Regions from separate parts of the Sus scrofa genome. Here all the other regions are linked to region 1. A link is a contact called in public HiChIP or PLAC-seq data. All regions are on one chromosome and are shown on one strand. Each heading gives the region's core, a stretch centred on a gene start, on an enhancer-like site or on the middle of the called end of the contact. The rest is flanking DNA. Distances are from core to core; before and after follow the strand shown.

Region 1 (7,599 bases), core at 2,433-4,932:
TGCTGTGGCTGTGGGTAAGCAGGCAGCTGCAGCTCAAATTTGACCCCTAACCAGGGAACTTCCATAGGCTGCAGGTGTGGCCTGAAAAAGAAGAAGAAAAGAAAGAAGGAAATGGTGGAGGCCAGAAGGAAATAGCACATTTTTCAAGAGCTGAGAAGAAAAGAACTTTCACTGCACAGTGGTAGAACCAATAAGAATATCTCAGGAATGAAGGGAAATGACAACATTTTCAGAAGAAAGGAAAAGCAAGAATTTATCAGTAGCAGATCTACCATGTAAGAGTGGCTAAAGACGTTATCTAACAGAAGTGAATTGATAGGGAGTTCTTGTCGTGGTGCAGGGGTTAACTAATCCGACTAGGAACCATGAAGTTGCAGGTTCGATCCCTGCCCTTGCTCAGTGGGTTAACGATCCGGCGTTACCGTGAACTGTGGTGTAGGTCGCAGACACAGCTCGGATCCCGCGTTGCTGTAGCTCTGGCGTAGGCTGGCGGCTACAGCTCCAATTAGACCCCTAGCCTGGGAACCTCCCATATGCTGCAGGAGCGGCCCAAGAAATGGCAAAAAGACCAAAAAAAAAAAAAAAAAAAAGAAATGAATTGATAAAAGAAAGAGTCTTGGAAGAGGGAATACTAGTAACCAAAAGTATGAATAGTTATAATAGACTTTTTTCTTAAAGCCTTTAAGTCTTAAATTACATTTGACACTTGAAACAAAGCTGTAATGTCAGATATGGTTCTCTGTGTACTATAGGAAATACCATAAAACTGTGGCAGAGAAGGGGACAAAGAGACAGCAAGGGAGGCCACGTTTCTACACTTCACATGATTTGGTAAAATGACAACACTAGTGGACTGTGTTAAGTTTTACACACACACATATGTATAATGCAATACTCAGAGCGACTACTAAAATATATACAAAGAGAAACACTAAAAAACAATAGTAGATAAATCAATATAAAATTCTAAAAAATGTTCACTTAACCCTTGGGGTGGGGGGAACAGCAAGCAAAAGAGTTCCCTGGTCGCTCAGTGGGTTAAGGATCTAGCATTGACACAGCTGTGGCTCTGTTAACTGCTGTGGTTTGGGTGTGATCCTTGGCCCGTAAACTTCCACATGCCGCAGGTGTGGCCAAAGAAAAGAGTTTAAAAAAAAAAAGAAGATGACATGAAATAAAGGTATACAACTCAAAAAGGAAGAAATAAAAATTCATACTTGCGGATGGCATGCTTGCCTCTGTAGGAAATCCCAAAGAATTTACAAAATAACCAGAGCTAAAAAGTGAGTTCTGCAAGGTTACAGGATACAAGACAGATATATTTAAAAATCTACTGTATTTCTATAACCCTTCAGTGAACATCAGAATTTAAAATGCAATATTGTCTATAATCACAAAAAGAAAATGAGCTCCTGCCATGGCACGAAGGGTTCAGCAGCAGCTTGGGAGCACTGGGATGAGGGTTCATTCCCCAGCCCAGCACAGTGCATCCGGCATTGCTTCGGCTTCATTCGTGCAGGAGCTCCATATGCCTCAGGGCAGCCAAAAGAAGAGAAAGAAAATGAAATACTTAGGTACAAATCAGAAATGCCATGTTTAGGACTTGTATGGTAAAAACTACAAAATGCTGATGAAAGAAAATTAAAGAAGATCTAAATAAATGGAGAGATTGGAACCTAGTATTCATACACAACCTAGTAATGATGTCACTTCCTCCATAAATTGTTATATACAGATTTAACCCAATTCCTATCAATCTAATCCCAGTAAAATTTTTTGTAATTATCTGATACTATGTATTGAAAGGCAGAGGAACTAGAATAGCTGAAACAACTTTGAAAGCAAAGAATAAAGTAGGAGGAATCACTATTTAATTTCAGGTCTCATGTAGCTGCAGCCATCAAGACTGTGTGATATTGGCGAAGGCAGAGATGTATCAGTGAAACCACAGAGAGAACCACAAATAGACCCATGCAAGTACACCCAACTGATTTTAACAAAGGGGCCAAACCAGTTAACAGTGGAAGAAATCTGTTTCAGCAAATGGTGCTCTAGAAATTGAACATCCATAAGCAAAAAAAAATAAAATGGACCTAACCACACACCTTGTACAAAAAAAACTAACTCAAAACTGATCATGGTGGGAGTTTCCTCTGTGGCACAGTGGAAACGAATCTGACTAGAAACTGTGAGGTTGCAGGTTTGATCCATGGCCTCGCTCAGTGGGTTAAGGATCCAGTGTTGCCATGAGCTGTGGTGTAGGTCACAGATACAGCTCAGATCCTGTGTTTCTGTGGCTGTGGTGTAGGCCGGTAGCTATAGCTTCAATGGACCCCTAGCCTGGGAACCTCCATATGTGGCTCTAAAAAGACAAAAGACCAAAAAAAAAAAAAAAAAAAAAAAAAAAAATCATGGAAGTTCCCTCATGGTGCAGTGGGTCAAGGATCCAGCATTGCCACAAGCTATGACATCCGTCATGGATGTGGCTCTGGCATAGGCTCCAGTTCTGATTCTGATTCAGCCCTTGGTTTGGGAACTTCTGTATCCTGAAAGTGTGGCCATAAAAAAAAAATAAAAATAGTGCAATAAAGAACTTTCAGAACTTAATAGAGTTCTCATTGTGGCTCAGCAGATTAAGAACCCAATTTGTGGAGTTCCCATCGTGGCTCAGCAATAACGAACCCAGCTAGGATCCATGAGGACATAGGCTAGCAACGCAGCTCCAATTCGACCCCTAGCCCGGGAACTTCCATATACCATGGGTGTGGCCCTAAAAAAGCCGGGGTGGGAGGGGGACCCAAATTAGTATCCGTGAGGACTCCGGGTTTGATCTTTGACATTGTTTCTCAGTTAAGGGTTCAGTGTTGCTGCAAGCTGCAGTGCAGGTCACAGAGCTTCGATCTGGCATTGCTGTAGTTGTGTAGCTCTGGTTCGACCCCTAGCCCAGGAACTTTGGTATGCCACAGATGCAGCCCTAAAAAAAAGAAAAGAAAACCTCAATAGTAAGGAAACCATACAGTTCAGTTAGAAAATGAGCAAGAGACATGAGCAAATGTTTCATCAAAGAGGATATATAAATGGCAAATAAACACTTGAAAAGAAATATTTAGCATCACTAGCCATTAGAGAAATGAAAATTAAACCCTCCATGAGATATCACTACACACTTACCAGAATAGATACAGTGAAAAATAGTGAAAACACCAAATGCTGGCAAGGATGTGGCGAAGCTGGATCACTCATTTATTGCTGATGGGAATTTGAAAATGCTGTAGCCACTCTGGAAAACAGTTTGGCAATTTCTTTAAAAACTGGATGTGCAGCTATCACATGACCTAGAAATTCCACCCTGGGCATTTATCCCAGAGAAATGAAGACCGATGTACACACAGAAACCTGAACACAGTTGTTGATACCAGCGTTACTCATAATAACCAAACACTGGAAACAACCCAGATGTCTTTGAACAGATGAATAGTTAGACAAAGTGTATGGTCCATCCAGCACCGTGGACAACTACTCAACTCAGCAGTTAAAGGGGACAAGCTGTTATTACCTGCAACAACCTGGATGAATCTCCAGAAAGTTATGCTCAATGAGTTAAGTCAGTCCCAGAAGGTTGCACACTGTATGATTCTATTTATATGACTTGACCGAAATGACAAAATTAGAGAAATGGAGAGCAGATTAGTCATTTCTAGTGTTAAGCAGGGTGTCAGCGTGGAAGAGGAAGTGGGATGGTTATAAAGGCAGCATGAGGGATCCTTGATAATGGAAATATCAAGAATATTGTATGTACTGGTTTACTCAGCATAATAGATTCACCATGAAGGATCTGTTGGGGCAGAGAAGGGCCAAAGTGGTGTTAGAGAAAAATGCACAGGATAGCCCTCCTCAGAGGGGAATCTAAATATCAGTAACACCAGCTAGAATTGTAAGATGCAGTTAAAACCGATGAAGTGTGATACCAACAACTCAGCATAATTCATTTTGTAGTAGGTAGGATGGTATGTATTTTGATATTTAAAAAGCTTCATTTCATTGACAACCGGGGGGGGGCGGGGGAGTGAAGACAGTAAGTCCTGTTGCAAGAGGACATCACTTTGATTTTATGGGCTGTCTCTGACCTGTGAATCCCACAGTGAGCATCCTCTCCTCTTTCAGGCTTGGAGCCAAGTACACTGTGTTTCTAAACCATACTGTCCTCTTTCTCCTTTCCATCTCAGGCCCTACTAACACCTTCATTTAGCACTGCTCTCCTTATATCTTGGACTTACTATTTTCCTTTAACTCTGATGTGCCAGCTGTTTTGCTCTTACCTGAGTTTATGCTGCTGATCTTCAACAGGGATATGAAGCTAAAAATGGCACCCAAGACTATACTTTAAATTTTTTTTTTTTTTTGCAAATTATCTTCTAAAGAGTTTATTTATAAAAATAAAATGATACCCTAGTCTGCCTAAACTAGATATTACTTATGGAGGTAGAATTTCTCAGTTAAGAGCTACTATTTAATAATAGATGGATATCATTTTATGTTTATAAAATCATATATAAGATTAATACCATACACAGACTATGAATATGCAGACATTATATACATACAAACATAGAAAGCTCTCTCCATATAAAATCTCTCTGTAGTAACAGACTGCTATGGTACACAAGCATTTATGTTTGAGTATGTGTGTTTCTAAACTGTAAATTATAATTTCCAAATTAAAAGTTAAAGTAAGAGAATTCATTCCTCCTACGAAGTGGATTTTGGTCAGTTTTTTACAACCTGAGATGACCCCAAACATGGCTATTATCATTCATCCTATTTGTTACTCACTGAAGAAATACACCCTTAAATGTCATAGTAGAAGTATACCCCAGAATTCATCTCCTAAATGTCAATGAAATGAAGAAGCCAATTTCAGGGTTCCCATTGTGGCTCAGTGGGTTAAAAACCCAACTAGTATCCATGAGAGTGCGGCGTTTTTGTTTGTTTTGTTTTGTCTTTTTTTTTTTTTTTTTTTTTTTTTTTGCCATTTCTTGGGCCACTCCCACGGCTAGGGGCCAAATCACCACAGCCACAGCAACATGGGATCCAAGCCACGTCTGCGACCTACACCACAGCTCACTGCAACGCCGGATCCTTAACCCACTGAGCAAGGCCAGGCATAGAACCCACAACCTCGTGGTTCTTAGATTCATTAACCACTGAGCCACGACGGGAACTCCGAGAATGCGGGTTTGATCCGTGGCCTTGCTCAGTGGGTTAAGGATCCAGCGTTGCTGCAAGCTGCGGTATAGGTCACAGGTGTGGCTCAAATCGGCATGTCCATGGCTGTGATGTAGGCTGGCAGCTGCAGCTCCAGTTCGACCCCTAGCCTGGCAACTTCCAGATGCCGATGGTGTGGCCTTAAAAAGAAAAAGGAAAAAAAAAAAAGGCCATTTTCAACCAGTATTTTTGTCCAGATGGTAATTCGTAGGAGACTGGAACTCATTCTTTACATTTTCAATTCCTGTTACTGATTTTTAAACTTGCTATTTGGATGCTATACACATATACTTGAGTGCATGGCCTATGGAGGAACCCACGTATTTAGTTGTCATTTTTTCAAGCAGTGTCCATGCTGAACTCACAGGGCATCTATAGTGTCATTGCAGTCTTGACTAGGAAAGTGACCTTTAGGCTCGTTTACCTCTCGTTGGCAAAAAAGATTATTTTGACCTCTGTTTTACTAAAGATTTTGCTGTTAAGGAATTAAAGACTCAACCCTCTGACCAGCAGTAAATGTTTTTTTGTTGTTGTTGTTGTTGTTATTGTTGCTATTTCTTGGGCCGCTCCCGCGGCATATTGAGGTTCCCAGGCTAGGAGTCCAATCGGAGCTGTAGCCACCGGCCTATACCAGAGCCACAGCAACGCGGGATCCAAGCCGCGTCTGCAACCTACACCACAGCTCACGGCAACGCCGGATCGTTAACCCACTGAGCAAGGGCAGGGACCGAACCCGCAACCTCATGGTTCTTAGTCGGATTCGTTAACCACTGCGCCACGACGGGAACTCCAATGTTTTTGAATATTAGTTTGACTTCCATTTTCAACTGAGGCCTGAAGGTTGGTGAGGACATCAAGGTAGCACGCCTGCCTGCTAACTGCCCGGCTCCCCGTTGGCCACACGCCTGCTCGGCTGCCAGCCCCTGGCCGTTCATTCCAGAACCACAGTTTCGTTTATTGTCCCAGTCTGCAGGGTTCCAGGAAGGTGTGAGCCCAGTGGTCTCTCCTGTGACACACGGAGGAGTTAGTATCGGGGTTACGAGACGCTCCAGTGCCTGACCTCTGGTGGTCTTGCTTAGGCACATGGATGGCAGCGTTTAGAAGGGGGTCTGCTAAGTGGAGACGTCTTTCAGGAGTCTTTTCAAATGAAGAAGACATATCTAGTGCCTGAAATATTAAGGCGGCTGTGGAGTGGTGTGGCACGTTGTCAAAGTTCTTTCACAGAGCACGCGAACCCAGGCGCGTTGGGCATCCGTTCCCACACGGTAGAGACTAGCTGTACTGAGGGTTAGCCTGGCCTGCTTTGAGGAGCACGAATTAAAACCATGGCTCCTGCACGGGGTTCTGTGGTCAGACGAGTTTAAGAGGAGCTAGAGTCCATGCCCCCTTTAAAAAACCAGAATTCGCAACAGTGTATTCGTTTCTAAAAACCCACTGTTAAAAAACTTGACTTCTTTTTAACCCAGAGGTTTCCAAATGTGATTTAGCCATACCACCCCCCACCTAAAGAAACAATGGAATTGTAGTGGGGTGCATAGTATCCAAAAGACAGATACCCTTGCTAATTCTCTTACTTCATGGTAACATGGAGTTTGCAGTGGGGGAATGGGGACTACATTTTTCTTAAGCTCAGAGTATCTCGTAAAAATATTTTTTTTCGAAATCAGGAAGTTCCCCTTGGCATAGTAGGTCGAGTTTCTGGTACTGCACGCAGGCTGTAACTACAGCACGGCTTTAGTCCCTGACCTGGGCCCTTGCACATGCCCTGGGTGCAACTAAAAAAATAATGTATATTTCCAAATCAGTTGTATATAGAACAGTGCTTGTCAAACATGAATGTGCTTTCTCATCACCTAGGAATCCTGTTAAGATGTAGCTCCTGACCCAGTAGGCCCAGTTGGTCTGGGGTGTGGCCAGAAAGTCCACATTTGGAGCCGGCTTACAGGATGATGTCAGTGCCGTGACCGGGGCGCCCCCTGAGGAGTGGGCAGGCTGGGAAGTCAGTGGGCTTTTCACTAACAGGAGAGGCCAGTAGAACGCTATCCTTTCCCAGCTCCACAGACATTATTTCTTCAGATCGTCTAGTCAGCTTTGTCCTCTCCTCTGCCGATTCCTGGCTTTCAGCATAGAATGCCGTCGTCATCGTTTCACCCATCCTAACAGCAAAAGCTCTCAGGCCCTCTTCTCCTGGGTATGTTCTCTTCTAGTTTCTAGTAAGATCTACCTCTGTTTCCTCTTTCTTTTTGTGCCTCCTTTCACAGTCTGACTTCCTCCATCACAGCCCTGGACCTCCTGGTTGCCTCACCTACAAATGCTTTTCTTACCTTGAAGGGT
Region 2 (7,565 bases), core at 595-3,094, 270 kb after region 1:
CCTTGTAGCTTTATCCCGTTGTTTGGCAGCAGTCAATGTGCCCCTGAAGCCTGCTATAAATGGACACTTTATCCCTAGGACAATGAGTCACGATGAATCAGTTTGCCACCATGCCATTGAACCTGACAGCGTCACAGTCAACCTGCACTTTTCCTGCTTTCCCCCCCAACTGGGCCTGATGACCAGTCCCAGATTTCCGTCATCACCTCGAGGTCTGTTTCCTGTAACCACCTCTGGTTCCAGTTTCTCTGTCTGTAAGCATTCTTCGTTGTAAGCAGCAGAAACTTACTGTGGTTGATTTAAGCAGAAAGAAACTTATTAAGAAAGATATTGGGGGAGTTCTCATTGTGGCTCAGTGGGTTATGAACCAACTAGTATCCATGAGAATGCAGGTTTGATCCCTGGCTTCACTCATTGGGTTAAGAATTAGGCCTTGTGTGAGCTGTGGTGTAGGCTGGCAGTTGCAGCTCTAATTTGACCCTGGCCTGGGAACCTCCATATGCCAAGGGTGCAGTCCTAAAAATCAAACAAAATGAAACAAACGAACAAAAAAGATATTGGGAATTTCAGAAAATCTTGGGGGCGGGGGGTGGCGTGTGGAGAGAAGAAGGAATAGCATCACGGGATCTATCCAGTGAAGACCCCATGGTTATTGTCCCTTAATGCTGTCTGTCTTTTGCAGCACCCACCCTGACACCACTGGCTGCAGTCATGAGACAAGAATCTGCACTGTTTTTTTTTTTTTTTTTTTAATGATTTGTATTTTTTTCCATTATAGTTGATTTACAGTGTTCTGTCAGTTTTCTACTGTACAGCAAAGTGACCCAGTCACACATACATGTATACATTCTTTTTCTCACATTATCCTCCATCATACTCCATCATAAGTGACTAGACGTAGTTCTCAGGGCTATACAGCAGGATCTCATTGCTTATCTACTCCAAATGCAGTAGTTTGCATCCATTAACCCCAGATTCCCAGTCCTTCCCATTCCCCCGCCTCCCCCTTGGCAGCCACATGTAGGAATCAGCACTGTTGAATCTGCTTTTTCAGGGACTTCACCTGCTGCAGTTGTCCCCATGCCAGGGTGCACTTCCAGACCTCCTGGTAGGAGGCATCTCGGAGATATGTTGCCTTTGACGATTCCTTCCCAGTAATGCAGGACCTCAGTCTGATCACGAGGAAACATCAGGCAAAGCCAAATGGAGACCCATTCTACAAAATAACTGAGCAGCTTCAAAAGTGTTGAGGTCACAAAGGATGAGGAAGGTCTGAGGAAGTGTCACGATTGGAAGAGATAAGGAAACAGGACAGGAGATCCCATGTGGCTCAGTGAGTTAAGGATTCAGCATTGTCACTGCTGTGTGGCTCAGGTCAGTGCTGTGGTGTGGGTTCGATCCCTGGCCTGGGAACTTCCCGATGCTGTGGGTGTGGAAAAAAAAAAGAAAAGGGCAACTAAATACAATGTGTGTTGTATCCTGAATTGAGTTCTTGAACAGAAAAAAAACATCAGGGAAAAAAACTGGTGAAATCCCAAATACAGCCTGCAATTTAGCTAACAAAATGATACTAATGTTAATTTCTCGGTTTTGATAATTGTGTTATGATTTAGTTAGATGTTAACATGGGGGCGCAGTATGAGGAGCGGGTTATTTTGGCAACTCCTCAGTGGTACATCTACAATCATCTCAGCATCAAAAGTTAAAACCAAAACCCCCAAAACAATATTACGCCCCATGATCATTGGCACATTTGAATGGAGGGGAAAATGCACTCTTTTCGTCTCTTTAGCTGCCATTTCCCTGAGTTAACAAACTCACGAGATACCAGGGATCAGCACAGAGAAGAGGAAGTTGGCAGGGGTGGGAGGGAAGAGAAGAGGGCAAGAGTGGGTGGGGAAACCCCATGACAAACTCGTGGAGAAGGTATTTTTAAGCAGGTATTTCATGCCTTAAATTCTGCCCGTCAAATGACTATTTGCTTATGGGACTGGCTTCGGAGACCGTGACTGGTCCATCAGAGATTAGGACGACTACCCCCTGGGATAGTAGCCAGGCCGGGGCATCCGAGCTAGTCCCTTATTTAGAAACAGTTTTTCTTCTAATTATAGCACTGTCCAATAGACATTTCTGTGATGAAGGACATGTCCTATATCTGCACTGTCCATACTGTTGCCATGCGTGGCCATGCAGCACTTAAAATGTGGCTCTTAGAGTGGGAGAACATGTGGGCTCTTGAATAGAGAAAGGACATCGGTAAAATCCAAGCCTGCGAGTTAGCTCACAAAATGATACTAACATTAATTTCTCTCTTTTGACCACTGTATTATGATCAAGTAAGACTAGCAGCTCGCGTTGGATGGGGCAGCTCCAGTAACCAACTAGCTGAAGTCTTTTTTCCTGTTGATCGTGATGTGGCTCAATCCAGGCAAAGGGATGTAATTGTAAGGATGTGTATATATGCGTGTAATCAATTAGCTGAACCCCAAAGACACACCGAAATGAGAACCAGCCAATGAAGAATTTTAGAGCTGGTAGATTGGCAGGTCGCGGAATTTCACAGCTGGCAGAGACCTTTGAGCTTGTCCATTCCAACTGCCTCATCTTCTTGCTGACAAAGGTGACCACGGGGAGTGAATGATTTTTCCAGGATCAAGGTGAGACAAGGGCAAAGGCAGGACTAGAACCGTCTCCCTAGCCCCATTCCAGGGCTGTGCATGCTTGCACGTGGCCTTTCTCCCATGAAGCCTGTAGATGCCCCCCACTCTTTCCCTCTCCTCTCCCTCCCCCACCCCCACCCCTCCCCAGCCCCCACTGTTGAGCCTCAGCAAGATATCCCAAATGTGGTGTCTGAAGAACAATTTCTTTTTAAGAATAGGTGGCAAAGCTGCTGTCTTTCAGCCACATGGTGTGCCTGCCGGTCCCAGGGGAGGAGAAGAGCTAAATAATAAATCCTCTAGAGGATACAGAATCAAGGACACCAGAGAGCTCGCTCATAAATTGCCTCTCCATTGCAATTTGAATATATACACAATGGAGAACTCTAAATAAGATGAGGGAGAGCCGAATTCATTTTATAAACATCGCTTTAAATCTCTTCGTGTACCTGAGCCATGAAATTAATTATGACTGTGATGAAATAGAAAAAAAAAAAGAGTTGTTTAAAACTGAAATGAATATTACCAGAGCTACTTTCATAACCAGTTTACTTTCCGAAGATAAGGAGAGGATTTCGAGAATCTCCAGCCTTATGAAAAGCCTGACGAAGACGGCAAACCACAATAAATGGGGTAATTCAACAGAAAATGTACAAGTCTCATCCTCAACGACGTCTCTGTGTTCTTCTTAAACCAACACAGTAAGTTCCCTGGGGCGGGTCAAACACTGGGAAAACCCACCCTCAAATGGAAACATGAAATTGCAGAGATCAGGAAGGCCCTCTCAACAAGTCTGTGTGTGACAGAGGCTGGTGTGGAGATATTCCGGATGTTTTTTCCCTGGTGTGGATCTGGAGTCCTTGAAAAGGCCTCTTTCTTACAGCTTTTCTCCGGGAATGTAGAGACCAAAGCTTCTACCTGCTTATCAAGGGAGATCATTCTGAGAAAATTCATGTTTTCTGCAACATCGTTTGTGTAAGAGCCCACTTTGGTGAGGTTCCAGATTCACTTTTTGACCTTGACTATTTCTTTCTTCTTTTGTTCAAGGTCTTTCCTAAGATGGACCTGAAGCCTATGGCAACTGACAAATCTAGTATGTGAATTAATTTCTGCTGACGGTATACTCACACGAGATCAAAGTGACATCCCAAGAATTCTCTCCAGCCTCAGGGTGCCCAAAGGAGGATGGCGCTTTGTCAATAATCTATACACACATCAGTTATCACAGGGCTGCTTAAATAATCAAGGAGGGGAGAGAAGATACTGTAGCAGCGACTAATATTTACCAAACATTTTCTATGTGCCGGGCACTTTTCAATTGTTATCACTTACAATCCTTTGAGATAGAGAGAACTGTTAACACCTTCATGGATGAGGAAATGGAGGCAGAAAGAAGTAACTTTCAGACCAGGGGACAGTCAACATTTGAATCCAGATTAAAATGACCAGGGGACATAAAATGACTCGGGGACAGTCAACATTTGAATTCAGACTTATCTGGCTGCAATACTCTTAACCCTTCTATATATTGGCTATTTTTTGAAGGAAAGGGGTAGAGAGAGACCCAGAACCAACAGTTAATAGGGTCCCCTGCCTTGTTACAGAGCACGTCTGATCTTGGCTCCACTCACTGCCCCCTAATTCTCCCGGTGTCGGGCATGGCCGCAGAAGGATGATGGGAATAGTTGCCTTCAAGGGCTTTCACTCCTTGTTTCCCACTGCCCGCTCCTTCTCCTTCCTTTCGCTCCCACCCCGACCCCTGCCCTGCTCTCAGGGCTCCATTTTCCTAGGTCCCCTGCATCCTCTCAAAATCCTATCAAGTCTCTGAACGGTCTGGGCTCAGCATATAAAGTGAGTGCAAGTGAATCAGCTTTTTTCTTTGAGGTCATGGCTGGTCCCTTTGCTCCCCCACGTGTCTGGGTGGTGGGCGTTGTTGCTGTGCTGCTTTCCCCTGGGCTGGGCTCCCCCAGAAGTGCTCACTCGGCAAGGTCAGGGGTTGTCAGGGACAAAATGAGACATGTGCTGCCCGCATCATCCAGGATCACAGTTTTCTTGGGAAAGCCAAACCTTTGTGATGCTAAACTCTTACCCTCTGAAGTATTCAAGAACTATTTTATTGTATTTTTCTTCCAGTTTTATTGAGAGATAATTGACACACAGCCCCATGTAAGTTTAATGTGTATAGCGTAATGAGTTGACTTGCATATGTCATGAAAAGATGGCTATAGCTTGAGTGAACATCCATCATCTCATACAGATACAGCATGAAAGAAACAGGGAAAAAATACATATTTTATGATATATGATAACTCTCTTAACAACTTTCATGCATGACATACAGTGACATTCATTATCTTTATCATGTTGGACATTACACCTATAGGACTGACTGATTTATCTTAAAATTTAGCATTTAGGTGTAATTACTCAGGTGTAATTTACCCTCTAGGTCCATCCATGTTGTCACAAATCACAAGATTTCATTCTTTTTTGTGGCTGAGTCATATTCCACTTCCTCTCTCTTTCTCTCTCCACATACACACCACGCCACGCATACACGCATACACGCACGCACGCCACGTCATCTATCGAGGGGTATTAGATTGTTTTCCTATCTTGGCTGTTGTAAGTAATGCTGCAGTGAACATAGGGGTGCAGATATCTTTTCGAATTAGTGTTTTCTTTTTCTTTGGATAATACCCAGGAGTGGAATTACTGGCTCGTTATTTTTGGATCCTAATTACTAGTTCTGTTTTTAATTTTTTGAGGCATCTCCATATAGTTTTCCAAGGACTATTTTAGAACTACCACAGAGTATACTTTCTGAAAATGCCCCCTTGAGCTTTCGCCACATGCTAGGGAAAAGACAATCCAGATGTCAAAGTGTTCTCCACATGGACCGACCTGGCAGTTGATATTGGGGTGCTGATCCACACAGGGTGTGATTAGATGGTGATAACTTAGCGGGAGTGGATGGTAATACAGCAGAACTGCCCAGATGCGCACGTGCCTTAATGAATTTAGCAATAAAGGTCACAAAGGAAAAAAAAAGAGGTGGGGGAATGAGGGGTGGGGGTGGGCACAGTGCAGGATAACATGTAACAGCCAGGTCATACTCTCTCTGTCCGTGAGCTACAGCCCTCGAAGGCCAAGGTGGTGGCTGAAGCCTGTCCTTCTCTCACAGGGGCTCAGCTGCCATGTGCCCATGTGGCCTGATCTCCACGACTGTGGCATTAGAGATGGATTCTCCACAAGCGCCCTCACGTAAACCCCGAGGGAGCTGAGGTCTGTCCTGCCATGAGGGGAGTCTGGACACGCAGGGCCTTGGAGAAACACTCTCCCGGGTGGCAACTTCCTGAGGCCTTTCCAGGGTCCTTTTGGAAATCTGTGACTTTGTCCTGAGAGTGAGAGCTGGACCTCCCCCGGATGATAGGCGCTTGTCATGTCCTGACAAAATAACTGTCACCTGCTAAGAAGCCACTGCGTTCCAAGTGTCTCCTTTCAGCAAGCGTGGTTCAGGTTTGCGTAGTATATACTAGAAAGAATGAGGGCTGGTCCTTTCAACACAGCTACGCCACTGTCCTGAGAAGTGGGTGTCCAGCGGTGTGTGCCCTGTGGGCTCCGCACCCACTGTTGGGGAGAGGTAGGCCTGGCTTCCTCCCCGCAGCCTGGCTCTGCTTTTCTCCAGGCTGCCCCTTCTGTGGGCTGACTTCTTCAGATGGCGGCTCCTGGCAAGCTTAGCTTCATAAGGGCAGCAAAAAAGAACACTTCTTTGCAGTTCACAGTAACAGTTCTGGAAGCCAGTTCCACTGGCATCGCTGACCTGGTTTGGAACCCTCCCCTGCAGCCGGAGGATGCAATGCTGTGGTCAGTCAGTCCTGGAGCTGGAGCTGGAGCCAGAGCTGGGGACTGGCCACTCCTCAAAACCAAGCCAGGGAGGTGTTCCCAGGGTGGTCATGCTGCTGCCGCCTGAAGAAAGGACACGGGTGCTCCTGCCGACACAGCCCACGTTGGCCTCTCCACCTCCCATCCCTTCACCCCTTTCACCCCTTCGCCTCTCCTGCCACTACCACCCGGTCTCCCTGCCCCTCCCCCTCAGACGCCACTCACTCGAGGCTTCAACACATGCACGCCTCCTGCTCGCCTTCTCCCCTGGTTCTCCTTCCATCCTTTCTCACACCACTGTGGTTGCATCTTTTTTAACATCTCACACTGCCAGTTCCCTGAAAGTTACCCATCTGGCTTTGTCAGCATCCAGCCCAGAGCGCCGGTAGGAAGCAGTATGGTCACTCAGGACACCTCCGAGCCACCAGGCAGCCTGCAGGTGGTTCCTTTCCTGGGGTGATCAGCGAGATGATGAAGCTGGCTGGTGTTACAGATCAAGGGGCCTACGTGGAAGGAACAATCTTTGTTGTCTTTGCGCAGAGGCCAGCAATCGGAGCTTTGGGGCCTAAGGATTACATTCAGTGTTTCTCCTAAAGGGTCAGCCCCCATTATTTCTAGCATATGTTAAATAAGCCGAAAACAATGTTGGCCAAAAGAAAGATCTTGTACAGTAGAGACAGAGTGTTGGCTTTTTTTTAAAAAAACTCTAGGCGATGCCACTGTTGGGTTTATGACTGGATGGAAACTAAAAACCTACCACCTCAATGACTAAAGGAAAATGGTTTTGATAAAAAAAAAAAAAAGGTGAAAGGGGTTGAGAGAGGCTAAAAGATGACCACGTGATGTTTTTAGGAAAATAAAGGTTAAAAAGACATTGCTCAGCTCTTCCATATGTACAGGGAGTGCAGAGCTTGGCAGCAAGAAACAACCTTATCAAACCACAGATTGCAGTCCTGAGAGAAGCTTCCAAAAGTTTCTAAGAGTATATTCTTACATGAGGTGGTGGAGGCAGGGGATTAAAAT
Region 3 (7,688 bases), core at 4,886-7,385, 390 kb after region 1:
TTGAAAATAGCTTGCACAATTCGTAAATAGTAATAATTATCATAAAGGCTCTGCCAGTGGCTTAGGATCCAAGTCATACGACTTGATTGTTAATATTTCACTTAAAGATGGAGACTAATTAATGCAGAATCTTCCAGTAATTCTTAGGAAAGTCCTGTGCCTGTGACATCAAAATTCATTGCAAGAGGGATAATCACAATCAATATCCAATAAATTAATAATGACAAGACATCTAGGATTCCAGGCATTAAAGTATTGAAGGCAGCAACACTTGGCCTGGCCACTCTGAGGTGTGGGGGTCATGTCAAGCCCAATGCTGAAGATCCCACGGCCTTTCCACATGAGTTTCCCCGGTGGCTGGATTCCCGATTTCTCTGATGGCCATTCTGCCTCTGCTGGGCTGGGCATGCTCTGAGTGATTTCATGGTCTCTTGCTCTCCTATGGGTGCTGTCTGCTCACAGAATCTCTTAAGCCAACTGTTCTCAAAGAAATACGGATGAACTGCGGCAAATCACTAGGTCTTGGTTAACAGAGAACTTGCGAAGTGTCTTGAACAGAGGGTCCTGTTCTTTGGTTTATCTTTCTGGTCCTCCCAGCCTGCGGCCTAAGCTTATTGCATGCTGGAACTTGCTCGGGCCCTTGGGGTGGGGGGCTGGTCTCAGAGCATCCTCTCTGCTTGTGTGGGCTCACGAGCCCCGGAGACCTGCAGGGACTTCCCCAGAGCACAGGTCTGTAAATCCCCAGCCCAGGTTCTTCTTTCTGGTCTCCAGTTCGGCACCTTGACCAAGCAGTGAGCTGCAGGCAAATGGGGGAAAATGCAAAAGTGTCTATTCTACCAGAGGCCCCACGTGAGAAACTGCGAGATCAGAGAAAAGCTGAGAAATCAGCGACACTTCACAGAAGGAGTTAATTTCCCACCTGGATCAAGGGCTCCTGGGTCGTGTGAGAGTTCTGGGCTTTCTAGGTCGGCTGAAATAACTCAGACTCCTTCCTACTTTGCACAGAGCAAAAACCTGAGGCCGCTTGGAGCTGGTCCTTTGTGCATTTGTTTGAAAAATCACAGGTTTGGTGAAAACGAAAATGGAGTCTAAATATCAAAGAGCTTTACCTTTCTCCCAGCGTCTATGCAGAACTCTTTTTTGAGAAGCCCAGAGAGTTTAAACTTCTTTGCATGAGCAAAAAACCAGGAGGTGAGAAAACCTTCAGAAAGAGGCGGGTGAGAGGGCAAGGAATTTGGAGCAGCCGTGCTGAGAACAGGGCCTCGTGACCTGGGTGCGGGGGAGGGGGGGGGATGTCGCTGTGGGCTTGGGCCCCCCTCCCTTATGGCCAGTTCCTCATGGAATCCTGACTAAAGACATCATCGTTCAAGGCCTTTGGAGGCAGCGTGGCTTTGTATAGGACTCCGCAGACAACTTGATGATCCTAGGGGAGCCCAGTCTGGCGGGGTCCACCTTTAATTAAGCTTTTCTATTTCAGCCACCGTGCTGGGATCTAGGGATGAAAAGTGACCATACCCCATTTCTCTCTCACATTTGAGGTAACAGAGAGGTGGCACCTGGGACTTTCATAACGAGCTATTTCATGAACATCTGCTTCTCACCAGACTGTGAGCTTGACCAGGGCAAGGACCGCATCTGTTTTGTTCACGATGCCTGGAGGATAACCAGATAACCAGTATTCAGGAATGGTTGTTAAGTGCAACAGGGTCGCATTAGTGTCCTAGGGCTGCTGCAACAAAGCCCCACAAACTACGTGGTTTGAAACAACAGAAGTGTTCCTGCCGCTGTGGCGCAATTAGATCAGTAGCATCTCTGCATCGCCAGGATGCAGGTTTAAACCTGTGCCCTGCACAGGGGGGTTAAAGGATCTGGTGTTGCTGCAGCTTCGGCGTAGGTCACTACTGTGGCTCAGATTTGATCTCTGGCAGGAGAACTTCCAAATGCCAAGTGGCAGCCAAAAAAAAAAAAAAAAACAACCCACACCTAAAAAACAGCCCTCCTCTGCCCTGCCCAACCGATGACAGAAATGTGTCTGCTGTCAGCCTACAGTCTGTCAGCAGGGTTAGTTCCTTCCTGGGGGTATGCAGAGGGACTCTCTTTATCCCTCCACTCCGTGACCGTCAACCTTCCCTGTCCCCAGATGGCAGGGCAGTGCTCCACTCTCTGCTTTTGTGGTCATGTGGCTGTCCTCCTCTGCGTGTGCCCGTCCCCAGGTCTCTTATAAGAACATCAGTCATATTGGATCAAGGGCCTACCTGATGCCAGTGTGACCTCATCTTAACTTACATCTGAGAAGATGCTATTGTCCAAGAATGTTACTTTCACTGGTGCCAGGGTTGAGGATGGCAGCACATCTTTGGGGGGCGGACACCATGCAACCCACAACACCTGGTGAATAACCTCAGGGTGCTTCTGAGATGAGTGCTTGGATGAATCAATATTCAAGGCAGTCTGAACAAAGATAGCTTCCAGGACTGGTACCACTATCCTCTGAGAGGTGGACAGGGGCCTGGCTGGGGGATGTCCCTGGCCTGGGAGGCTCTTGTGTCCTCCTTGCTGACCCCACCCCTCATTCAGACTCCTAGCCAGCCCCCACTTGCTGCCCTGGGCTCCCCCTGTCACAGTGTATCCCTCCTCCTCCAAACAATCCCCTCCCACGCCCGGCCTTATGCCCTCCTTGCTTCCAGGGCACAGCCCTTCTTCCCTGCATCTGTTTCTGCCTCAGCTCCTCCTCTGGCTGCGTCCACTCAGAGGACAATAAGGAAGAGACTGGATGCCCACCTTCTCCCTCATTCTGAGCGATCCATGCAGATCCCGCACGATTATTAAGCACTAAGGCCAAAAGGTGTGCAAAACGATTTGTGTGTGTCTTCAGTCCCAAGTGAAGTGACTTGCCAAGGTTATCTCACCCGTTAGAGGTGGGTTGGGACTTTAAGCCTTTAACCGGGGGTTTCTTTGTCCCTCTTAGCCCTGGGCTCTCAGCAGCTGGGAGCTCCCCCTGGCGCTGTGGGCGAGGGCGTGGCCTCCCTGGGAGCCACAGGTTTACTGTGTGGCCCCAGGAAACTGGATCAACGGTGAGCAAGGGGCGGGGCTTCGAGAGCAGCCACAGAAACGCGAGTGGAAGTGAAACTTGTCACTTCTGGGCTGAGGTTTTTAAGAATCGGGGATGACTTTATGACTCTCTTTTCCCTTGTGCGTCAGGAGATGATTGAACCGTGAGATGAAACGGTCCAGGCTGATTCTAGTTCCCACACAGCCCGGGTTGGTCTAACTCCTACAAGTCACCTTAGGATCCACGACAGTTTCCTGGGACAGACGACCCTCCTCCACCTGACCCCACGGTGGAAAGTGTGTTTGCGTCCAAGATCTCCTTGCTGCAGTCACAGAAACCACTGGAAACCTCAGTGAATCTCTGGTTGTCCCTGTGGGCAACCTATTTGGTGGCAGGTGGACCTTGTCTGCCTGGGCAGGTGGCCCTGTGCCAACCACAGAGATTCATGCTTCAGTCTCCATCTAGATGGGAGGACTTACCGCTAACAGGACCACTGTCTTCCAATCTTTGATTCGGAAATAATTTCGGTCTTAGAGAACTTAGGCCAGTCTTGGAGAGAAGGAAATGAGAAGACATGGAGAGCAAAGTATGAATTGACTAAGTACTTACCTAAAAAAAGACAGAAAAAAAATCTCATGATAAATCGCATTAATTATCATGAATTAAGAAGGCTAAGTTTTCTTTTTTCTTTTGGTTCCACCCACGGCATACAGAAGTTCCCTAACCGGGGATCGAACCCACACCATGGCAGTGACAATGCCAGATCTTTAACTGTTAGCCCACCAGGGAACTCCTAGCAAGACTAAATTCTCCCACATCAGTGGAAATGGGGAGCTGCAGAGACAGCTAAGTTCGATTTTGGAGAAATAAAGGTGACTAAGTCTTTGCACAGATAGGGGCTCTTCACACACCTCACATTTACCCTTCTGCAGATGGAGGGGCCAGGTCGAGTTGGGCAAAGTTCTGGTCTCCTCTGGAGCTCTTAGAATATTTTTTTTTTTTTTAGGGGCATACTCACAGCATATGGAGGTTCTCAGGCTAGGGGTCAAATCAGAGCTGCAGCTACCAGCCTACACCACAGCTACAGCAACGTAGGATCTGAGCCACGTCTGTGACCTACACCACAGCTCACAGCAATGCCAGATCCCTGACCCACTGAGCAAGGACAGGGATTGAACCCGCATCCTCATGGGTACTAGTCAGATTCGTTTCTGTTGTTCCACAATGGGAATTCCTCTTAGAATGTCTTGACAAGTAACTAAGGGCAGGATTCTGCCCAGAGATGGAGAAGGCAATTACCCATAAGCTCTTCCTCTGCTCATCTGTATTCACTGGGCATAAACTGCATGCTGGGCACCCGACTTTCCAAGGCACTGGAAAAGCCCCTGCCTAGAAGGCTGGCTCTGTTACGACCTGAAAACCCACATATTCCTGAGCTGCCTCTGCCCAAGGACGTTGAGAGGTCGGCTACCGTGGAAGAGGGGTCCAGGGCAGTAGAAAGATGTAAGTTTGGGAGTCAGGCTGCTGGGTCCAAATCTTTGGGAAAGCTATGAATTCCTGGGCTTTTCTTTCTTCCTTTGTAAAAGGAAGCAACTGGCGTTCCTGTTGCGGCTCATCGGTAACGAACCCAACTAGTATCCATGAGGATGTGGGTTCAATCCCCGGCATTGCTCAGTGGGTTAAGGATCCGGTTGCAAGGACTAAGTGAGATAGTTTATTTCAGCTCCAGAATACATTAGCTCCAAGTCCTGAAGGTTCTGAGCAACTTGGTAAACTGTAGCTATTCCACTGAATAGGAAGGGATGTTGGTGAGAGGAAGGAAAGAAAACTCTTTGAGGAGAACAGGACTGGATGGAATGGCAGCCCTGGGGTGGAGCTGGGCTGGGAGAGGGTGGCCAGTGGGCAGGAGGTCACTGGGGAGGAGGGAAGAGGCACAGTTGCTTTGCCTCTCCTGACACGCTCCTCGGCATGCTGCCTGACATTGGGACAAATCCATGGGGTTTGCCTGGCCCTTATTGTGGGCTTCCGGTGCCATCTTTCCATGGATGAGCCCTCCTCACCCAGGGGCCACCCCCTCCTGGGTCCCCCCACCTCCTGATCCATCCATCCTATACTAGGTTCATCCAGAGCCAGATGCTCAAAGGGAAACTTCTGTGGTCCTTGCAAAGGCACCAGAGTCATTCACAATGTCTGTTTCTCTTTGTGCCCATTAAGAAAAATCATTTTCTGCCTTTGGGTTTCACATCGTTACTCTCTTATTATTCTCCGTTTGGGGTAGTAAATGAACATAGGACCGCACAGCAGAGAGAACCAAACCAATTGCAAAGTTCCTGGCTATTGAGGAACTTGTAGTCTAGCAGCATGAGGGGCATCAATATTTCAGTGCAGAACGGGGATGAGGGGATCAAGACTTTTCCTGATGAAACCCTTTGTAGGACAGGTGGGTTTCAGAAGGAGCTAAAGCAAGAAAACACTGATGGGCATTGTTCTGAATGAAAGGAAACCATGGAAAGAAAGGTACAAAATTAAGATTTTATGACAGAGCGGATAGAAAGCTGAAGTCTTCTGGATTGGGGTGAAGGATTTGAGGAAATGAAACAAGATAAAATCAGGGGGCAATGCCGCGGTGGAAGGTTTTAGCTTTCAGGCAAAGACACTTGACCTTCAAATTGGGTCTGAGACATTATATATTAGGAGTGGGGTGTGGGGAGCAGGTGTGCAGCCCAGCCATCAAGAGCTGGTCCAGAAAGCAGAGCCTGGGCTGAGGGAGGGCGGGCAGCATCCAGGATGATGAAACTGTGCTGTGGGGAAGATCTGCTTCTGTCCTGATAGGAGGGACACTGACTGGGGACAGCAAGGACATCAGGGTGACAGAACAGGCAGGGGGCTTAGTCATGTGCTAAAACCTCCCTGCCCCTGTTATCATTATCCGAGCAACTACTGCTCTATTCTCTCAGACTAGGTGGAAGCAGGAGCCCAGTGAGCAGCTGCCGCTTCCCTAGGTCTTGCTAGGTCTCCTCCACAGCCTTTGTGTGTCTGAGTCTCCTTCTAAAGTAACTTCCTGTCACTGTCTGCGGTTAACGCATGTGATGCTGCCCAGTAGATAAACGGTGCTGACCAAGGCGCTAATGACTGTGAGCAGAAGTCAATAACCAGTTGGTTCTTGGGGGGTCCTTTGGGCTATAAAGGAAAACATGACAATGAAGGAAGGAAACAGGGGGGCGGGGGTTGCTGCCCTCTATAGAAGCACCTCCTCCAGTTATGAATCTGGTATGTGAGCTCTGGGGAGAGGAGCGCACAGAGGAAGGGCTGAGAATGAGGGAAAGACCATTGTTCCTTCTTCCGTGTGGCTTCTGGCTCTAAGGCCTCCTCTATCTTTAAGCCCAACTGCAGTGCGCGAATCAGGGCCATCCCCACGGGGAGACTGCAATAGGATGTATTTGTCAACTGTCACCTTGAAGTACCATGGAATGAAGTTTCCCCAAACTCAAGTGCTGAAGACTGCAGCCCCCTCTTAGCTCTTAAGTCTGACGGCCTGAGCTCCATCTGGAAAGGGTGCTGGCTATGGTGTCTTCCATCCTCCTCTGGGGACAGCAGGCCAGCGCTGGCCTGTCCTTCCCATGATGATGGCAGATGTGAAGGAGAGCAAGCCAGTCCCCAAGCCGCCGTTTGCATGCCGCCTGCTGTCGTCACATGGCCCAGGGCGGGTCAACATGGAGAGGTGGGAAGGACACCCTGTTCAGGGGATAGCGGGGAGCCGAAGAGCCAGAGCAGTGGCCCAGGACCTTCAAACAGGATGAGGGATTCTCCCAATGTCTGCCTTGTGCAACAGAAAAGCTCTGTCCTTTCTCTCTCACTGGGGGACCTGGGTTTGACCAGGTGAGAGAAAGTTGGAGGACACGCCTCAGAAAGGGGCGAGTCCTGGAAGAGAACACAGGGCCGTTTCCAGAGCGGACCCCCCTCCCACTGATGGCTGGCTGGGTGGGAGGGAAACCCCTGTCCCCAGGGGAGGCGAAGTTTTCTGGCTGAAAAGGTCAGATGAAACTGGGGTGTCACTTCTGCCTTGTGGGGGAGGGGCTGCACCCCAGGCTGCTGCTCCAGCAAGGCACTCCCACAGGCTGGTGAAAGAGTCAGGGCTGGAACGACCTTGACAGGTGACCTCAGTCATAGTGCAAATGACCTTTATGTGGCTAGGCGAGGTAGACTGGTGTGGAAACTCAGGGGGGACAGCAAGACCCCAGGAACCTCACGTCTCGCTGTTGCCTGACAGATGGAGAGATGGAGACGCAGTTCTTCATCTGCTCCCCGGCTGGTCCTCTCCTCAGGTCTTCTCGGTCATTCCCAGGTTCAAAGGGAGAGATCAGAGCCAAGGTCACATTGGGTTTCACCAGATCCACAGCTCAAGGCCTGAGAAACCAGCAGCTCTTACCACGGGGTTGAGAACCCAGGAACGACCTTCCCACACTCGGGCACCCGAGAGTCCTTCTAGGAAGTTGTCCAAGTCCTCTGAGCTGTGCTTCCTTTGAGACATCTAATGTGGGTCCACAGCCACGCTGTTGCTGCTCAGGTACAGCTTTTTATTTTTGTCTTTTCAGGGCTGCACCTGCGGCATACAGAACTTCCCAGCCTAGGGGTC
Region 4 (6,941 bases), core at 81-2,580, 310 kb after region 1:
AGAGGTGACAGGGGACCCTGCCTTAATTTGGAACAAGAGGGAAAAGATTTTTTTTTTTTTTTTTGTCTTTCTGTCTTTTCTAGGGCCGCACCTGCGGCATGTGGAGGTTCCCAGGCTAGGGGTCTAATCGGAGCTGTAGCCACCAGCCTACACCACAGCCTCAGCAACGCCAGATCCGAGCCGCGTCTGTAACCTACACCACAGCTCACAGCAATGCCAGATCCTTAACCCACTGAGCGAGGCCAGGGATCAAACCCGCAACCTCATGGTTCCTAGTCAGATTCATTAACCACTGAGCCATGATGGGAACTCTGGGAAATGACTTTTTGAATCAATCTATTCAGACTATGTTTCCAGGGTAGAGAACACCCAGTCACCCAGGAAAGAGCAACTGCTAAGAACTCCTCTCTCTTTGGGGAAGCCTGGTATTGTCTTTCCAGGACTGTTTGCTCTGGAGCGGGGCAGCTCCTGCTCTCACAGGCCCGGCTCCGGGCCAAACTCTCTGCGGCGCCAGAGCTGCCCGCTGAGCCACCCTGCTCCATCCCGGTGCCCTTCAAGGGCAGCTCGCAGTCTCAGAGGTAAGAGTTTGTGTTTGGAGGGTTGTGACCACGGAAAGGAAAGACTGGGTCAATTTCCAGATGTCCGGAACGCTGAGACTTGAACAGCTTCTCCTGTCTCATCCCCTCCCCTTTCTTCAGAGTTGGCCACAATGCCAGGAAATGGGGACAACTACTTGCGCTTCCTGTCCTAGAAAACCTAGGGACAGGTGAGGGGCAGGTGCGGGATTAATGTCAGCGCCCCGAGGTAGGGGTGTGGAAGAGGCAGGCGGGTGGGCACCTGAGCAAGCCTGGGCGTAGCCCCAGTCTCTGGGAGCTGAACAGATGCAGGGCAGATGGGGGGAGCTGCAGATGAGGCAAGGAAGAACTGAGGCAGGTGGGGGTGGTGGGGGGCCCGGGGGACCGCTGCCTTGCATTCTGCAGATGAGGCCACTGTGGTTCAGAGAAGCCAGGTGCCTCTCCCAAGGTCACACAGTCCAGTGGCAGAGCTAAGACCTTGAGGCGCTGCCCATGCTGCCCCAGGCAGACAAATTCATGGTGGGCGAGTTTGTGGCCCCCTGGAGGGAGCAGGGGCAGTGGGAGTGCCAGAGGTGACCAGGACATTTTAGTGTTTGCCTGGAAGGGACAGAGGCAGGGAGAGAAGAAAGAGGTCCTTGCAGAGTTCATCAGCTTCTACAATTGCTCAGAATGACTCACTTGACAAAACCAGTGCCTTCTACAGACTGGCCACCCTGACCAGGGCTGAGTCAGTGGGGCTGGCCGCCGCCGCACCGAGCCTGTGGCCGTGGCCAAAGCAAACGCGTAGCTTTGTGGTCATGGCCTTCTGACAGACATGTGACATATGGGGAAGCCATGGGGAGCCATCCCGGCTCAGAACTGGGGGAGGAGGAGAAAGGCAAAGAGGCAGCAGGAGAGGCGGGCGGAGGTGTGTGTGTCACCACTTGCTGTGGGCCCTCTTCTGGGGTGACCCCCCAGCCTCTTCCTCTTGCTTCCTGAGGCCGGGGGTGGGTGGTGGTGGTTGCTGGGGTGGGCCTGTGTTTTGGTCAGATTGTCGAGGTGGTGAGAAGCGAGTATGGTGTCTTAGACTTCTCCTGTCTCAAAGATTTGCCAGCCCACAAATCTCATGGGTTCCTGGGTCTGCTGCTTGCTGTGTGCTTGTTGTAACTTGGAGGGTATGAGGTGGCCGTGGTTTGGGTTGTCTTTTGTTCCAGACATGATCTTCTGTTAGGAAGAGCCAGTGGTGGCCATGTCTAAACTGTGGCATCCAATATGTACTGACTAGTAATATTAAAGTTGTCATGTTGAACAACCGTGTCTATTTTGAATTAATTCTGCATTCAAAGATGGAGCAAAGAGCTGATTTATAAATTTAATAGTATAAATTTAACACTAGCATCTGAGACAGAGATCAAGTGTGGACTAGGGCTGGAGTTGAGGGGAATTGCTTACTGAGAATAAGATAGACAAATGAGTTTATGAGCTAAAAACCAGGACAAATTCAGTTGTCAAACAGGAGAGTAAGACTTTGGTTGGATAAATTATGGCATATTAATACAATAAAACATGATGACATTAAAAATGACTATATGTATGTCTAGAATATCGTAAAATATTCACACCATTAGAGGCCAAAGCAGATTATAAAATAGTACAATTGCATTTTTGGTTAAAACATGCATACATAAGAAAAAAAATCTGGAAAAATATAACTTAGAATATGAATAAATCATCTCTGGGAGAAGGGACATGTGTAACTTATTCTCTAATTTGTTGTGTTAATTTTTTTCCTAAAATATATATGGATTTCTCGAGTACCTAAAGAAAATGGAAGACCGTAGGCATCTTTTTATACAAAAGAGAACCTATGGCAGAGGGAAACCGCACCGGTTCTAAAACAGGAAAGAACTGATTCTGAATTCCAGCTTCCTGCTACTGAGGTGGCCTTGGCACTTGGGCCTTCTGTGTCTTAGCCTGACTGAGGTGGGCTCACAGCAAGGCCTGGCAAGACAGGCTGTCATCTGGAAGGTCTCCAAAAGTCCATGGGTGCTGATGTGTGAACAGAGAGTGGTCCCCACAGCTTTGCAGGCTAAAAATCTTGATTTTGTTTTCACCCAAGAGTGGATCAGAGATTGATTTCCACTAAACAACTTCATAAATGACCTGTGTATACATAAAACTCCATTTTTACTTATCTTGAGAGAGGTAGAATGAGTTGGCATGAGGTGGAAGTCTTGAGTTCTCTATTTGTTGCAGTCTTTTCATGCAGAAAACTACATGTGAAGCTAAACTATAATAAAAACCTTGCTTGGTGAGCATAGGGTCTTTCGTGTGTTCAGCAAACAATGTCTAATTATCTAAGGTGCTGTAGGCTTTGGGTAGATGTTGCAGAGGCAGTAGGGACCAAACTGACAGTTTTTAAGTGGGTATAAGATCAGAATATTAATAACAGTATAGGTTAGTGGTTAGCTGCTTTGGATTCAGATGGTCCAAGACTCTAACTCTTCCACTTACTCACTGCATAGCCTTGGGAAAGCTGCTTAAGCTCTCTGAACTTCATATTGTTTTCACCACTAAAGTGGAATTAACACCCACCTCACTCAGGGTCTTGTTTTGAGTATTATGTTAAATAATGCAGATGAGGTGTGAAGCACAATGTCTGGCACGTTGCCTTGCTTGATAAATGGTGCTCTAACAACTATTGGTACATGAGTTTAGCTCGATGCATCGGTTTGCAGCAGGCCTGAACTGATCTTACTAATCCTGGGCCGTTGTCAAGCTAACCTCACAAGTTAGTACTTGCATGGGAATATCTGGCTTTCAGATTCTTGACTTTTTTCCTTTGACCTTTCTGATTATTACATTTTTTTCTTTAAATATGTTAATACTATCAATCAGGCCAGGGATTGGCAAACACTTTCTGTAAAGAATCTGATAACAAATATTTTGGGCAGAAGGAAAAAGGAGCTGAAACAGCAGGAGAAGACAGGGTACATGTATCAAGGGGGGTGCATGGGGGACCCTTGTGGCTACAAGGCATTATTTCCTCTGAAATAACAGTCCCAGCCTCTTTCCTTACACCCTACACGACCCCTATGCTGTCACCTCTGTTTCAGTCACTCAACTCTGCCATGATGGGGCAAAAAAAGCCATAGAGTAGATGAAATGAATGAGCGTGACTATGTTCCAAGAGAATTGTATGGCTACTGAAATTTGAGTTTTGTATAGTTTTACTTGTCACAAAATATTTTTCTTTATTTCTTTTTTCTTCAATCATTAAACAATGTAAAAAAAACCCCATCAGATAGTAGGCTGGATTTGGCCTGCAGGCTATAGTTTGCTGATGCCTGATTCAGGAAATACTCTGATTGTCTCTAATTAGAAAAATTCTTAGAGTTTTGATCTTACCCATTATGTGTTGATTTTATAATGTAATCACAAGGTGAAAATGCATTTCCAAATTCTTAAGGCCTATGTCACTGTGCCTGTACCCTTCTCCATGCCTTCATCCACCCATGTAATGGCCACACACATCTCGTGGCCATGTATACCTTGTATGTGAGGGGTCAGTGACATATTATTGGAAAAGAGCAGTGTGTGGTGCCTGGTTGTGGGAGTGCTCCAGAAATGTCCTTTCTTGATTTCCCTTTTCCTCAAAGTTGTGCTTGAAACCTGCTATCAATACTGAGGCCTGATCTTGGTGGAAATGGGGGTGTTGCCCTACTTTTTCATTTGAAAGGCTCTTACTCTTAACTTGAGAAGTAAATTTAGCTCCACGGAGCACTTGAGAGAAATGTTTACTTTACTGAAGATATGGTGGGAATTCAGGAAGAATTCACAGTCCATCCTATACTGAAAAACACAATGAAACATCTATTAGACTTTTCTTCTGATGCAGACTAATTGTTGCTGTTTTTGCCAGTTTTCTTGTCTCCCTTTCTTCTTTTGCCTTAAAATCCTCTCTGCTTTCCTGAGCAATTCATCTCAGCATTTCTTGTTTTATTCCAGAACATCCTTTTAGGATCATTTTGTTTTTTTAGATGTTCATCCTTTAGTCATTCCTTGGATAAGAATCTATTAATGGTCAAGTGTCTCAGTTTTTATTTAGCCAAGATATTTTTATTTTCTTATTTTCAAAAGATGATATTTCTGAGAAAACAGTTCTAGACTGACAGTTATTTTCTTTCAGATGCTGAGGAGTGGTTCCACTGTCTTTTGGTTTCATTGTTTCTGTTGGAAGTCTGCTGTAAGATCACAATCCTTCTGTGGTGGGTGATCTGTTTTTCCTTTTGTGTTGCTTTCAATATTTTCTCTTTGGCTTTGACATTTTACAGTTTCATAGAATATGCCTTGTATATGTGATTATTTATATTTTCTTTTAACCTTGCCTGATGTATTATTCTTCCTGTCTCTGCAGATCCATGTCTTTCATTAGTTCTGGCATTTTCTTAGTTACCAGCTCTTCAATAGGGTCTCTCTCCATCTCTCCCTTCCTCCCTCCCCTCCCGTATTCTTTATTTTCTCTCCTGTATAAGTCTTTTTCGATGTGTGGTAGAACTTCCCATTCATTCCCCCTTTTCTCTTTCTGTTTTCTATTTTCTTATTTTGTGGGTGTGTGTACTGAATTCTCAGTTTTTTCTTCAGATCTGTCTTTAGTTAAATAATCCCCTATTCATCCATGTTTGTTTTGCTGTTTCATATATCCATTATTTCATACACATACACATGCATGCATATGTATGAATGTGTCTATCTCATGTATGTGTGTATATATATTTATATTTGTTTTTAATTAAATATAGTTTTATTTTTATTTCCTTAAGTTTTATTTGGTTCTTTGTCAGAGCTATTTGGTCACTTATTCTTGTCCTTTTTTCAAAAGTTGTTCATTTTTCTATTTTTATTTCTTTTAACATTTTATTCATAGTTATTTTATGTTTTGTATCTGATGATTTAAATATTTGAAGTTCTTAGGGGTTTAAATCATGCTTTCTCTTTTTGCTGATTCCCACTTATGATGGTGATTACTTTGTAGTTTGGTGAATTTTTTCCTTTTAAAAAACATATTTAACTAAACTTAAACTGTGGTAGTCTTCATGTACCTGGGTTAAGAAGGCTTTGCTCTGGTGAGGATTTGCATTTTCCTCTGCCAGGCACACAAGTGTTAACAAACTGAGACCACTTTATTTTCCTTGTTTGGGATTTTCAAGATTAGGTGGGTAGCAAAAATTTGAACCTGAGGTTCATGTGACAGCAGGTTCATGGTTACAAATTCCCAGGGGAGACCATCACTATTACTTTTTATTTTATTTTATTACTTTTTTCTTTTTATGGCCACACCTGTGGCATGTGGAAGTTCTCAGGCTAGGGGTTGAATCAGAGCTGCAGCCTATGCCACAGCCACTGCAACACCAGATCCAAGGCACATGTGTGACCCACACTGCAGCATGCAGCAACACTGGATCCTTAACGCACTGGGTGAAGCCAGGGATTGAACCCGAGCACTGACAGAGACAATGCTGGGTCCTTAATCCAGTGAGCCTCAATGGGACCTCTCATCTCTATACCTTTAAATTTTTATTGTTATTACTATTAAGAATGTTTCCACCTGGAGGTCTGCTGAAAACGGATTTCCCTCTGACTTGTTTGGCCAACAGATGTGTTTTCCTAGCCCATTCTTTTCCTGGAGAGTAAACCCTTCGTTCATGATTTAGCAATTCTCTGATTCCTCTCCCACTTGATATAGATCAAAGATCCCATTTCTCTGTACAACCATTAAGGATTTTCTTAAAGGATCAGAGGAAATATTGTAAGTTTTCAGGCTGTGTGGTCTCTGTTGTGACTCAGCCTTGCTGTTGTAGCACAAAAGCAGCCACACATGAATGAAATGGGCATATGCCAATAAAAATTTATTTACAAAAGCAGGAGGTTAACCTCTTGTGCTGTGGTTTGTTAATTCCTGATCTAGAATCCTGGTATTGGCATTTGCTTCCTGAATAGCCCCAGCTGCTGAATTTTCTTACTTTTTTGCCCATGGCTTATTTTGTTTTGTTTTATTTTACTTTATGTTTATGGGAGTTTCCCTTGTTAACCAATTCATTTAATATTGCAGTTTATCCAGCATCTCAGTGTTTCACAATGAAAAGATTTTTGAAATAGCTGGTCTTCTGCATTTCTTATAGCAAAACAATGATTTATCTCTCCCTTTGAGCTTACATACCCCTTCAGCTAAGTAAAACCTGGTAAGTTAGCTAACAGACAACCATCCTATTTTTCCTTAAGCATCTCCCCTAGTTCTTCAGCATCTTATTGCACCAATTTATCGCTCCTCTTCCATCTGAGAGTTTGTTGGCTCAGGTTAGCAACATTTCAGAAGAGATACCCCAG

What was found. HiChIP or PLAC-seq counts read pairs in DNA pulled down with a chosen protein or histone mark.
Region 2: an H3K27ac HiChIP or PLAC-seq map of alveolar macrophages shows a contact between it and region 1. The contact joins two enhancer-like sites. A contact is called at or near these places in 2 of 2 datasets of contacts at active chromatin or transcription factors (alveolar macrophages and skeletal muscle).
Region 3: an H3K27ac HiChIP or PLAC-seq map of alveolar macrophages shows a contact between it and region 1. The contact joins two enhancer-like sites. A contact is called at or near these places in 8 of 47 Hi-C or Micro-C datasets (alveolar macrophages, embryonic fibroblasts, heart right ventricle and 4 more) and 2 of 2 datasets of contacts at active chromatin or transcription factors (alveolar macrophages and skeletal muscle).
Region 4: a contact with region 1 is called in an H3K27ac HiChIP or PLAC-seq map of alveolar macrophages. The contact joins two enhancer-like sites. A contact is called at or near these places in 1 of 47 Hi-C or Micro-C datasets (fibroblasts) and 1 of 2 datasets of contacts at active chromatin or transcription factors (alveolar macrophages).

The regions. Positions count from the first base shown.
Region 1 is chr4:72,814,029-72,821,627 of Sscrofa11.1, reverse strand. The region is part of intron 6 of RAB2A (ras-related protein Rab-2A); the gene reads left to right. Among named protein-coding and RNA genes, the nearest start is that of CHD7, 63 kb to the right of the region's middle. Within about 2 kb of position 3,682, at least 3 of the 83 cell types and tissues checked have an H3K27ac peak or open chromatin away from gene starts, as enhancers often do. A contact at or near this core is called in alveolar macrophages, where this site is marked.
Region 2 is chr4:72,543,695-72,551,259 of Sscrofa11.1, reverse strand. LOC106510075 (a long non-coding RNA gene) reads right to left here. Exons shown (of 2, transcript XR_002343300.1): 2 at 4,774-7,045. Among named protein-coding and RNA genes, the nearest start is that of CHD7, 210 kb to the left of the region's middle. Within about 2 kb of position 1,844, at least 1 of the 83 cell types and tissues checked has an H3K27ac peak or open chromatin away from gene starts, as enhancers often do. A contact at or near this core is called in alveolar macrophages, where this site is marked.
Region 3 is chr4:72,426,373-72,434,060 of Sscrofa11.1, reverse strand. No RefSeq gene overlaps it. Among named protein-coding and RNA genes, the nearest start is that of CLVS1, 170 kb to the right of the region's middle. Within about 2 kb of position 6,135, at least 3 of the 83 cell types and tissues checked have an H3K27ac peak or open chromatin away from gene starts, as enhancers often do. A contact at or near this core is called in alveolar macrophages, where this site is marked.
Region 4 is chr4:72,498,885-72,505,825 of Sscrofa11.1, reverse strand. No RefSeq gene overlaps it. Among named protein-coding and RNA genes, the nearest start is that of CLVS1, 250 kb to the right of the region's middle. Within about 2 kb of position 1,330, at least 13 of the 83 cell types and tissues checked have an H3K27ac peak or open chromatin away from gene starts, as enhancers often do. A contact at or near this core is called in alveolar macrophages, where this site is marked.